Regions from separate parts of the Mus musculus genome. Here regions 1 and 3 are each linked to region 2. Evidence: chromatin contacts called from public promoter capture Hi-C data. All regions are on one chromosome and are shown on one strand. The core of a region is the stretch at or near the end of the contact, and the rest is flanking DNA. Distances in the headings are between cores, read along the strand shown.

Evidence for each region. Capture Hi-C pulls out chosen DNA fragments and counts their contacts.
Region 1: a promoter capture Hi-C map of adipose tissue shows a contact between it and region 2. The contact joins the promoter of Tesk1 here to the promoter of Atp8b5 in region 2. A contact is called at or near these places in 3 of 39 promoter capture datasets (hippocampal neurons, macrophages and neural stem cells), 1 of 15 datasets of contacts at CTCF or cohesin (the NIH/3T3 cell line), 12 of 484 Hi-C or Micro-C datasets (the HL-1 cell line, adipose-derived mesenchymal stem cells, bone marrow-derived dendritic cells and 9 more), 12 of 115 datasets of contacts at active chromatin or transcription factors (astrocytes, craniofacial prominence, embryonic basal ganglia and 6 more) and 3 of 9 other capture datasets (adipose tissue, liver and pancreatic islet).
Region 3: a contact with region 2 is called in a promoter capture Hi-C map of pancreatic islet. The contact joins the promoter of Car9 here to the promoter of Atp8b5 in region 2. A contact is called at or near these places in 4 of 39 promoter capture datasets (cranial neural crest, liver, neural stem cells and 1 more), 4 of 115 datasets of contacts at active chromatin or transcription factors (bone marrow-derived macrophages, craniofacial prominence, embryonic stem cells and 1 more) and 3 of 9 other capture datasets (adipose tissue, liver and pancreatic islet).

The regions. Positions count from the first base shown.
Region 1 is chr4:43,440,572-43,444,441 of GRCm38.p6, reverse strand. Tesk1 (testis specific protein kinase 1) reads right to left here and starts at 2,165. Exons shown (of 10, transcript NM_011571.3): 1 at 804-2,165; 2 at 538-659; 3 at 363-411. The coding sequence starts at 1,007.
Region 2 is chr4:43,265,762-43,269,688 of GRCm38.p6, reverse strand. Atp8b5 (ATPase, class I, type 8B, member 5) reads right to left here and starts at 2,530. Exons shown (of 29, transcript NM_177195.3): 1 at 2,447-2,530.
Region 3 is chr4:43,504,788-43,508,652 of GRCm38.p6, reverse strand. Car9 (carbonic anhydrase 9) reads right to left here and starts at 1,627. Exons shown (of 11, transcript NM_139305.2): 1 at 1,258-1,627; 2 at 310-339; 3 at 1-50. The coding sequence starts at 1,597. It overlaps Arhgef39 (Rho guanine nucleotide exchange factor (GEF) 39), which reads left to right. Exons shown (of 12, transcript NM_001013377.3): 1 at 1-68; 2 at 690-876.

The DNA.
Region 1 (3,870 bases), core at 916-3,415, 180 kb before region 2:
TATACTAGGCTACCCTGTCTCTCACAGTAGGACTATGTACAGCTATGTTATCCAATACATTTAAATATAATCAGACATTCTTTTGTTACACCAGCTCTTGTTTTAGTCTATTCCACGTGTAGCTAGTGGCTCCTGTATTGGACCCAGATACAAAATATCTCCATCACTAACTCCAGCTGAGTATTCTAATAAGTGGTTTGCACACAGGGAAGTTCAGGAAGCCTTTAGTTGGAGGAGGTCCTGAGGTCCTGGGCAGGCAGGTGGCTTCTTTTTAATTTCCCAGCAGACCCACCAAGATCACTGACACTCTCACTTGGGGGTGTGGTGCCTTCCCTCTTTCCTGGCCTATGCTTAATGCTTACCTCTGTAAGCGCGTGCAGCTGCCCTTGGTGCACACAGACCCCCATGAACCTGAAAGGTGATGGGGAGGATAAAGGATACGCTGTAAGAGCCCGGGCTCCACTGCATCTCCCTCCTTTCCCAAGGGACTTTTCCTCCTGCCCAGCAAGCTGTCCAGCAAGAGGCTAGGCCGTTCACCTGAGGATGTTAGGGTGCCGGAGCCGGTTCATCAGCTGCACCTCCCTTAGCGTGTTGCTCCGGTTACTGGGGAGCTTGTTCATCTTCAGCACCATGACTTGTCCCGACTGTCGGTGCCGAACCTGGGGGAGGCAAGGCTCCGTGTGTGCCCGACAGGTTGGGTGGCTGCTAGCTCAAGGATCTCTAACCCAGGCTGCGGGGCCTCTAAGTTCTAGCCTCCCGTCCAAGGCTCGGTCCCGCCCCTCTGTCCTCTCTGCGGGTCCTACCTTGTAGACCTCAGAGAAGAAACCGGCCCCGATCTTCTCTGCGCAGTCGAAATCGTCCACACGCGCAAGGCTGGACACGGCGCTGCGGAGGGCCCGGTAGGAGGAGGGCCGGCCCCGGCCCGGGCCTCCGCCTGCGCCCCCCGGCCCCTCCCCCGGAGCCTCTCCGGGCCCGGGGCCCCGCAGCGGCGGCCGTTCCCCGGCCATGGCCGGGCCCCCAGCCCCGGCCTGCTTCACATGGCCGGATCCCCGGGACCCGGGCAGGCCGCGCTCGCCATGGGCGCCGGCCCAACCCGATCCCGGGGGCCGGGACTCCCGCCCGGTGGACTCCTGGAGGACCTGCCGAAGGTCCTGGGCCCGCCCCCGCCGCGCCGGCGAGTTGGGCCCGGTGGAACGCCGCGGCTCTCCGCTCTGCGCGGGGCCTGGGCCTGGGCCTGGGCCGGGCGGCGGCGGCGCTCCCGGGCGCCGGCGGCGGGCTCCCCGCGGGCGGCTGCTGCTCCGCTTCGCCGCCGGGCTCAGGCTGTGCGGCCTGCCCGGGGCGGGGCCCGGCCCGGTCTGCGGTTAACTCCTTGGAGCCCGGGCTGCGGCCCGGCCACGCCCCCTCAGGTGCGTCCCCCGCGCGTAGGCCGGGGCGTGAATCACAGGACGACTTGAGGGTTGACTGCTGGCGCTAATTCTCCTGCGCCCTGGGCTCCACGGATCGACCACGCTGCCTGCCCGGTCTGCGTCCGACTCCGACTGTCCATTTCAGGGGGGTTTCTGACCCCGACACTCTAAATCTCGGGGCTCGCTAACACCTGTCTTCTCCGATCGCAGTATCCAGGGCTGTAGGGAGCCTCTGGCCTTCGCATCCCTGACCTGCTCGACTCCTTCTCACTCCATCTCCATCCCCCTAAGTAAAGTTGAGATTCCGACGCTCGATCCGGTGACCACCCTCTTACTTCTTTGTCCTAATAACCCTCTCTTCGGAGACGCCTGCACCTGCAAGGAGGCCCCGCCCTCGGCAGGATCCCGCCCCCTCAAAGGCCGCTGCCCCTCGGAGCCCGCTCTCCTTCGGGGGACCTTTCCTACGGATGACACTGCTACATCCGTGTGTTCCCCGAGCCCCTCAGTGCTGCACCCCCTCCTCTTTGTGTTCCTCTCACTAAAAGAGACCTGGCAGAGTGACTCGGCTAGTCATTGTGACCCCTCCTCTCAAGGTGACTCCTCCCCTCGCTAGCGCCCAGCGGTGTGACCCCTTTCGGCAGGTTGCGCCCCACGTCGGTAGACGCCAGTGTGCCCCCTCAGTCCAGAGGAGGAGGTGCAGAGGCCTCTACAGCGGTTGGGATCCTCGGAGTGCGCACGCCCGGTCTCGGGACGTGGCTTTCGCTGTTGCCGATGTTTCCGGCTCTGCCACGGACTCCTCCCCTCAAGGTCATCGGGAAGGTAGCCAATCGTCGCTAGGGTTGCGTGACGTCACTGGATCCCGGCAGAGGTCTCCTGGCATCCGTGAGCGTCCTGCCACCTCGCGGCGGAATGGAGTGAGGGCAGGCTGAATGTGCAAGGCCGTCTTGAGAGTGCACCGTATAAGGGAATCGTTCAGGTTTGGAGAGAGAACAGTCATGCACAGTTGTTCTAGAAAAGGAGAGTAGGCCAATGCGTGTTCTTTTCCCCCACTGGTAACAGCAAAACATACTCATCGCATTAAATTAGAGTTAATTCTGAGAACCTATTTGTAATCTTTTGTGTAGAGATTGAAACGGTCTTGCCCTGTAGCCCATGCTGGCTTTGGATTCATACCACACCATACCACTTTGTGCTGGGATTACAAACATATGCTACCCCTCCTGGCAGGATTTTATTTTCCATAGTTTGTGCAAGGTCTGAAGACACTCGGAATTTGTACCTGTAGGATACCCTCACTGTAGTAAGCTTAACTGACACTGGATTCTGTCCCATTAGTCATTTTGAGGATCAATGTCTGTGACAGTAGTTTCATGCTGAATTGTGTGTGTGTGTTTAGGAAGGGCGCTGTGGTGGTTATGGTGAGAGGGAGTGTTTAGGAAGAAGGCCGTGTGGTGGTTCCCTCTGCTGGGGATGCAAGACTGAGCTAGGATACACTAGTAAAAAGGAGGGAATGTTGATGTGCCTGAGAAGCTCTGTGTGTGTGTGTGTGTGTGTGTGTGTGTGTGTGTGTGTGTGTGTGTGTTGGGGGAGTGCAGCAGCCAGGTTCATCGTTAGGTTTCTATCAAGGTTTAAAACTGGTATCACCAGTTTTTAAAAGTTCAGGTGGAAAAGCTGTTGAGTGTAGGAGGTAGATTATCATCAGCCAGCAATAATGATGGTCACAGGGACGATATACTGTCACTCAGGGAGCACGCATGTGCACACTCCCTTCTTTCTCTAGTAAATATACCTGCTTTCAGATACCCTCTGGGCCTGTGACTATCCTGGGAGTAACTCATGGCCACGTGTTTTGTCCACATGTCTGTCCCTGCACCCAGTTATTTGCTGCATAGCTATGGCATTATTTTACCACTGATTAGAAAAAGGAATCTTCATTAAATCGTGGTGTCATTGTTGTGTAGTGGGTTGGTCTGTTGTGGCTCTGTATTCAAATGCTAAAAACTGTATCCCATGACCTGGCTGCTCCAAGACAAGCAGGTCCTCAACTATACCAGCTCTTGTTGTATATTCATGATTGGTTAGTAAAGATGCCTACAGCCTATAGCTGGGCAGAAGAGGTAGGTGGGGCTGAAGGTTCCCGGGCTTGTGTTCAGGCACAGAAGAGAGGAGAGAAGGAAGGGAGGGTGGAGAAGTCGCCATGGGGTGGTGTGGATTGTGAGCACCTGGCCACCAGGGCTGGCCTGTTGGAGTGGGAGTGGCCTAGGTGGAATGTGTGTGGCAAGTGATGTCTTGGGGTTATTGACAAGAAAGCAGACAAAAATAGCCCAGAGGGTTGACATCTGCCCAACTCTAGTGCTGTTAAGGTTTATTATAAAGGTTTGTGTCTTTTAGTTGGGAGGCAAATGATCTAAGGTGGAGTAGAAACCCCCACATAATATCTACCACAACATTGTTGTGCCTTTAA
Region 2 (3,927 bases), core at 1,281-3,780:
TTACAGATGGTTGTGAGCCACCATGTGGTTGCTGGGAATTGAACTAAGGACCTTGGGAAGAGCAGTCAGTGCTCTTAACCGCTGAGCCATCTCTCCAGCCCCTGCAGTAGTTAAGACCATAGCTCTGGTCTGGAAGGCCCTTGTCCCAGAGCCTTAGCCCTAGCTTGACTCTGTATGAACAGTCCCTTGCTTTTACCCCTTCAGCCTTAGGGGCGCCACTCACTGCTGCTGCTCTCCCTTGTCTTTACTCCTTCACAGTTCTTTTATTGCTGACCAGGCCTTTAAGTCAAATCTTTGTGACCATATCAACTATCTTTCTGCCAAGACTCTGACTGCTACATTAGAAAAATAATCTATGGAGTCTGAAGAACCAGCTCAGTGGTTAAGAGTACGTGCTGCTCTTGCAGAGGACCGCAGTTTGCTTCCCAGCACCTACATCAGGCAGTTTCCAACAGCATGTAACTCCAGCTCTGGCTTCAGTAGGCACTAGCACTCAAGTGCACATACCCAAACACAGACCAATACACATAATTAAAATGTGAAAATCTTCTTAAAGAGGATAATAAGAAACAAATGCTTTGCTCCTTTGAAGTTCCATTCAGGTTCCAGTACCTGCAAGGGCCCACGCCCTTTTTTCTACTCCAAAGTCTCCATACTTCCTAATCTTCAGTGAAGTCTCTGAGCATTCTATATCAAACAGGGCAACTCTATTGTTTACTACTGCTGTGCTGAACCTAGCGTGACTTTAGTACTTACTTGTTCTTACAGTCAGACTGTTCAGCTTTTTCAATATGGCCATTCTTGGAAGGCTATAAACTCATTACGTTAGGTAAGTTCAACTGAAAAGAACATCTGAGGTCACCTTAACTCTTTCTTACACCGATGCTGATATTCAGGTTGACATAGAAGAGTCTTTTTCATAGTTATACAGCAGCAGAGGTAACTCTAAATTTAGATTCTTCCTACTGCTTCAATATGCTGTTGAGTCTGCATTAGATACTTAAGTAATTAATATGCTGATGACCACCCCTAAATTTATGAGTTGTCTCTTATCCAATGCTAGGGCCTGGACCTAGATGAATACCTGACATATACAGTAATTGCTCAACAAATATACTTTCCTTGAACTTGGGACTAAGCAAAACAAATTCCTTAAAAGTTACTTTTTCAGGCCAGGCGTGGTGGCACACCCCTTTAGTCCCAGCACTAGGGAGGCAGAGGCAGGCAGATTTCTGAGTTGGCTATACAGAGAAACCCTGTCTAAAAACCAAAAAACAAAAAAAAGTTACTTTTTCAGAACATAGAGGCTCCTGCATAATACTTCTTTATTCACATAGAGAAAATGTATATTTTCAAAGTTCTTTTATGTATATGAGTCCACTTCACCCGTCTGAGTTAGATATGGAAGGAATTACCACTCCAAATAACAATCCAGCAAACTGTTACACTAAAGACCAGACTCGTGAACAGCATGTATCAGAGCTGAGACCCACATTTATATCTTCTGATTCCAGCTTCAATACATCTTTGCCATTTTATGTTGCTTTTTCAGCTTTGTCTTTTTGCTCTTGGGTCTGGAAAGACCATGCAGGGGTCAGTCAAAACATGCTAAAGGGAGTAATTCTATCCTTTAAAAATCCACTAGTTCAGACCTTCTAACCTGAAAATTTTCCTACTTTTCTTTTGTTTAAAACTGTATCAAGGGGCTGGCTGGAGAGAGACTGCTCTCTCAGTGGCATTGGGGTCCCAGCATCCACATGGCAGCTCCTATCTGTCTCTAACTACGGTCCCAAGGGATCTGATGGCCTTCAAGGACACCAAGTACAATTTATACTTGTGATCGTAGCAGCAGGGAGGCAGAGGCAGGAGGATCAGTACAAGTTCTAGGGCAGTCTGGTCTATGCAGTGAGTTTTAAGCCAGTTAGGGCTATCCATCAAGACCCTGTTTCGAAGCAAAGAAAGAATGTCTACCTTGGCAGTTCCTCAGATAGATAGACACCTACTTATTCACATTAGAAAGTTCGTGGTAGAGAGTTTAATTTTTCCTGCCAAGTAGGCATTAAAAGGAAAAGAATGATAGCAAATGCCCAGGAATATTAAGAGTCTTGGGGAAATGAGCAAATTTCCTTAGCTACCAGGGATATGACACAGCTGGGAGACTTAGGGTTAACCTGCTTTACGGAATAAATGGACAAATGTGTGCCCTGTGGGAGCAACCTGGGGGAGGATAAAGACTCTTTGGAAATGTCTGGATAGACATCTCAGGGAGTGCCAGGGAAACCTGTATATCTGAGGAGTACTGACAGAGTTCTCTTGGTGAGTATTACAATAATTCTCAAAGAAGTAGGAGGATGAATAACCACTCGGTAGTTCAAGTAACATAAGGTCTCCAAGCAATGCTGTCAGAAAGAAAACCGTAACTTCTCCTCGGGCGCCCCCTACTTACCGTCGCCTCACAGCCTCCTACTCCAGCAACCTCCATCTTAACGCACCTTTCTGCGCTTGTGCCACAGAACCACAGCTTCCGCCCAGAGCTGGACCCGCCCGCCCACGCGCTGCCGCGAGCTCGTCTCCCGCCACGCCCCTTTCTGCAGATACTGAAGCTGGAAAGTCTGGCTTTGAAGTAGTTGAGTCCTAAATCCCTGAGATGGCCAAGTCCTGAGATGAAATCCTCAGATCCTTCCAGGGGCTAACTGCATGCTAATGAGGGGAGAATAACAAAGGGGCGTGCTGCCCAGAGTTGGTGGGGTCCAGATGGCTTCCCAGAGGTGACAGACTGAAAGGTAGTGTGGAAGGGGTGACTGGAAATTAACAAGAATGGACACAAGAATGTAAAATGGCACTGAGGGCAAATTCAGCTGCGGAATTGTGTGTATGGGTATGTGTGATGGGTATGTGGAGGGCACTCCTGGAGGGGTTTAAGTTTTAGCTTAGAAGCCACTGTGACCACTGAGTAGCTTTTTTTTTTTAAATTAGATTTTCTTCATTTACATTTCAAATGATATCCCCTAAGTCCCCAATACCAACCCCACCCCCTTGCCCTGCTCCCCAACCCACCCACACCCCCTTCCTGGCCCTGGCATTCCCCTGTACTGGGGCATATAATCTTCGCAAGACCAAGTGGCTTTTAACTGAAGAGGAAAGAGGACGGACCCAGAGAGATGGCTTAGTGGTTAAAAGCACTTGTTCTTGCAGAGAACATCCATATGGTGTTTCACAACCATCCACAACTCCAGTGCCAGGATCAGATGCCTTCTTTTGACCTCTGTGGGTACCAGGCACCCAGGTGGTGCATGCATACATGCAGGCAAAACACTCACATAAATGTAAATAAAACTTTAAAGTACTTTTTAAAAAGAGAGAGGGAGCAGGAACAAAGGCTGGGGTTTATCAGTGATGCAGAGGAGGGGAAATAAAAAATACTACGAGGAACTAGGAGTTAGAGTTCCTGATAGGCAAATATATGAGAGGGGCCATGACTAAGTAATAAAGACTGTGAACTTCCAAGATGCCTGGCTGCTTCTTCACCCTCTTGACCTGAGACAAAGGTCTGGAAATAAATAATAATAATAATAATAATAATAATAATAATAATAATAATAATAATAATATTGTCTTGTGGGATTTTTTTTTACCTCCTCCTGTCAGTGGAGCCCCTGCTGATGGAGTGCCTCAGCAAGCTCAAGGCCAGATCAGGACATATTTACACAACAGTTATGGGCCAACCAACCCCAAATTAGGAGAGGAAGCCCCTTCACACTTTACAAGTTCCTAGCCATCAAGAAGCTGGACTTCTGCTTTGCAGGAGGGTCTTTCTCTGTGTCCCTGCTGAATGGGAATATTTTCTCACTTTTAATAAAAAGCTTTCTTCTGACTGCTGAATCTGCCCTTTTGCAATTTCTCTACAGCTACCTGTCATGGTCGAGA
Region 3 (3,865 bases), core at 378-2,877, 240 kb before region 2:
CTGAAAGCGGCCAGCACAGGCTGGGGACACCTGGGGCCAGAGTAGGGTGCCTGGGATGAGAGGAAAAGGTGCAAGAAGTCTAGCGATTTGGACAAGAACCGTTAGGATAAGTGAGGGGTGGAGTCAGGACGCTTGGGGTGGGAGGAAGGGGGGGCGCTCCAGGGACTGGCGTGGGGGAGTGCGGGGCGCGGGAGGGGGGCCATAGAGTAGGACCTGGGTCCAGTCTAGGGCTACTACTGGGAATGTTGGTGCGGCAGATCACCAGGGCTGGGCTCCCAGATTGGGTCTGTGTAGCCGGCCGTGTCTTACCTCCATAGCTCCAATGACTGTGGCCACCCCCTGCATAAATGAGAAGAATTAATAAGCCCACTCTTACAGCCCAGTCCCTTCCCAGTGCCCAGAATAAAAAAATATTCCCTCCCGCTCTGGCAGGGGGCCTCACAGCCCCGGATGTCTTACAAGAGTGTTGCACGTAATAGAAAGGAATGTAGCAAGGCTGGTGTGAAGCACAGTGGACTACCACCAGCTGGGACTCCGCCACCGCCACCATCACTGCAGGAGCCATCAGTAGCCCTACCGATAGTTTGCAAACTAGGGTCTGTAGGCACGGCTTCAGTTTGAGATCCAAATCATCGTTCTTTTTCCCTTACTCACCCACCTTCCCACTCATCTCTCTTTCCTGTCTAAAGTTCCTGGCTTAGAGCCAAGCACGGTGGCGCACACACCTGAAATCCCAGAACTCGGAGGAAGAAGAAGGTAAAGGGCAGAACTAGTTCAAGGCCAATCCGATCTACACAATAAGACCTTATCTCATCCTCCGCCCCCAGAGCAAACCAAAGTTCCTCCACCTGTCTTTTCCCACACCGCAAATCATAGGTGAGTAACGGCTGTGAGCTCCTTGTGTGTCTTCCAGGAGCCCCCTTCTCTTCCCTTTTCATCTCTCTGTCTCTGTCTCTCTGTGTCTGTCTCTGTCTGTCTGTCTCTCATTCTCTCTACCTCCCTCTCTTCACACACACACACACACACACACACACACACACTTATTTTCCCCCTCTGTCCATTCCCAGTTCTATTTCCTCTTTAATTTCCCCCTATTCTCGGCTTTTTTTTTCTTCTCTCCTTTTAGGGGGGAAAGACTACCTATTAGAGTATAATTGCCGAATGCTCTCAGCTAGCATTTCGGGGAAGAGAGGGGAGTGGGGGAGGACAAGGCATAAACTTACCTGAGCCTAGATTTGGAAGTTAATGACCACTTACCTTTTTCATCCCCGTGGGAACCTTGACTGTGCTCAGGAGCCTCGGGAGTCGATAGATCCTCTAACCCAAGGGACTCCTCCATCCTGTCTTCAGAATTAACTTCAGGTGGATCCTCCCCATCGGGTGGATCCGCCTCTTCAGGTGCATCCTCTTCACTGGGCAGAACATCCACGCCCAGCTCATCCTCCCCAGATGAACTGTCTCCCAAGGAGGGCTCCCCCTGCATCCCGGACAGGCCCTGGGGCTGAGCAGACACTTGGAGCAGCAGGAACAGCAGCAGCTGTGCAGTAGGGGCTGGGGTCGACAAAGGGGCCCAGGGGCTGGGGCCCAGGGAGGCCATGCAGCTGACTGGGGTGTCCCAGGACACACTGTGGACGGGCTGTACGTGCATCGGAAATAGGAGCTGGGTAGGGGAGGAGCAAGCCTTGAGGGGAGCAGGCTGACTCACAGTGCCCTTTTGTAGAGATGGAGCCAAAGTCCCACAGGTTCTGTCTGGCCCTATGCCCCCTCCCCGATATCAAAGCCTGGACATTGGTGCGGTAATGGGTAGGGTTGGGGTGAGGGGCAGGTGTGTTCATAGGCAGAAAGAAGGTTATCAGGATCACCAGCTCAGCTTGGAACCCAAGGCACCACCTGGCACTGTATAGGTTCTCCCTGGCACCACCCAGCTCCTGGCCTCTGCTAGGCCTGGCCTGCTTCCCGGCCCTGGCAGGGCAGGGGAAAGAAGGAAGCTGGGCCCCCGTGGAGTTGGGCTGAGGAGGCAAGAAATCCATGCATGTATCCTGGCCCAGTCAGGTCTTGGGTAAGGGGGCAGGTTAAGACCCTGGAGGAGCCTAGGGGTGAATAGGTGGAGGGGCTCACAGCTAAGTAGAAGGCAAATTTGAGCATGATTATTTGAATCTACATATGAGACTCTAATGGTTACCCCCCCCCCCCCACTGCCTGCCAAAGTCTGATCATTTTATTTCCCGACTTCCAGGTCTTCAAAACCTCACCCAAGAAACCAGTCTTGTCTCTTGCTCTTCCACCTAATGTTCTGGTCAGATAATTTGTGTGTGTGTGCTCCTGCGCGCATGCACTTTTTTGCTTTGTTTGTTTGTTTCTTTTTCAGTGCTGGAGACTGACTCCAGGGGGCCATGGGTGCCATGCAAGCACTCTTTCACTTGAGCTTTGCTCCCAGAGCTAAACTATTCATTCGTCTCTCCAAACTCTGCACTGCCTTTGTGAATCTCCGTCTTGTTGCCCAGAATGCCATTCATGTTTGCACGCCGTATTTGTTTAATACCTACGGTATGTTAGGCACTGGGCTGTGGACTAGGGATGCGGAAATGAAAACGAAGGCTCCTATCTGAGAAGCTCTCGCTCCAGCGAGTGAGGACAGATGTCATAATTCTGCCTCAAGGAACTATGGATGTGGGTAAAATCTGTTCCCATCTTTGAAGCAGAGGTAGAAGCCCCACGGGGAGGGGTTGGTTAATAATCACAGTAAAGAGATTGGAATTCTGGACAAAGAAGAGACATGGACCATTTTGAATAGAGACTGGTCAGATGGCTTAGTGGGTAAAGACACTTGCCACCGAATCTGATGATCTGAGGTGGAACCCCAAAATCGACATGGTGGAAAGAGAGAACCATCTACTACAAGTTGCCCTCTGCCCCCTGTGTGTGCCATGGCACATGCATGTGCACACACACACACATACACCAAATAGATGTAAAATAAAGTCTTTTGAAGAGCGTGACAGAGACCAGTTCTTACATCAGGCCATGTGGAAGACAACTATGAGTGTGGATTTCACAGGCAGCCTGATTCTTTATGAATCAGGACAGAGTGAGAACGGATGGAGCTCCCAATCTGTCCATCTAGTGACCATGTACCAAGCCTCTCCCAGTGTCCTTGACTCTGCTGGTGTCTCCAGGCACGCAGCACAGAATAGCAGACAGCCTTAAGCTCTGCAGCTCCCATTCCCAGGAGATTCCCATAGCCTCAGCAACTATAAAAGAATAAGGTCGTTTCATCCAGGTATCTAAAATGATGCAACGAGCATCCACCAGTGTGGGTGTCTAGGTTAATTGAATGCATTGAGTTATTTTTATTCCTGACACATACAGCTACATCCCATGGCTCTAGGTAACCCTGCTATCCCATCTTCTCTTTGAGAGCCTTCTAGATGATTCCTGATCTAAATAAAAGGTAGTATCTATACAGAAGGGTCCAAGGAACTTTATTTGAGGGACCTAACCAGGTTTAAACTTGGTTATTTTTATTTCATGTGCATTGCTGTTTTGCCTGCATTATATTTGTATGAGGGTATCAGAATCCCTGGAACCAAAGTTTCAGACGGTTGTGAGCTGCCATGTGTGGGTCCTGGGAATTGAACTCAGGTCCTCTGGAAGAACAACCAGTGCTCTCGACCTCTGAGTCATCTCCCCAGCCCTTCACTTTCCTTTCTAATGTTTGTAAACCGCCATGGTATTTAATGTTTTCATTATCTTACTGTCCTAAATCCATTTTATTCTTTGACTCAGCTTCTAGGCAATTTTCTTTGAAGTTTAATTTTTAAGTGTGTATGTGTTTAGATGTGGAGGCCAGAGGACAACTTTATGG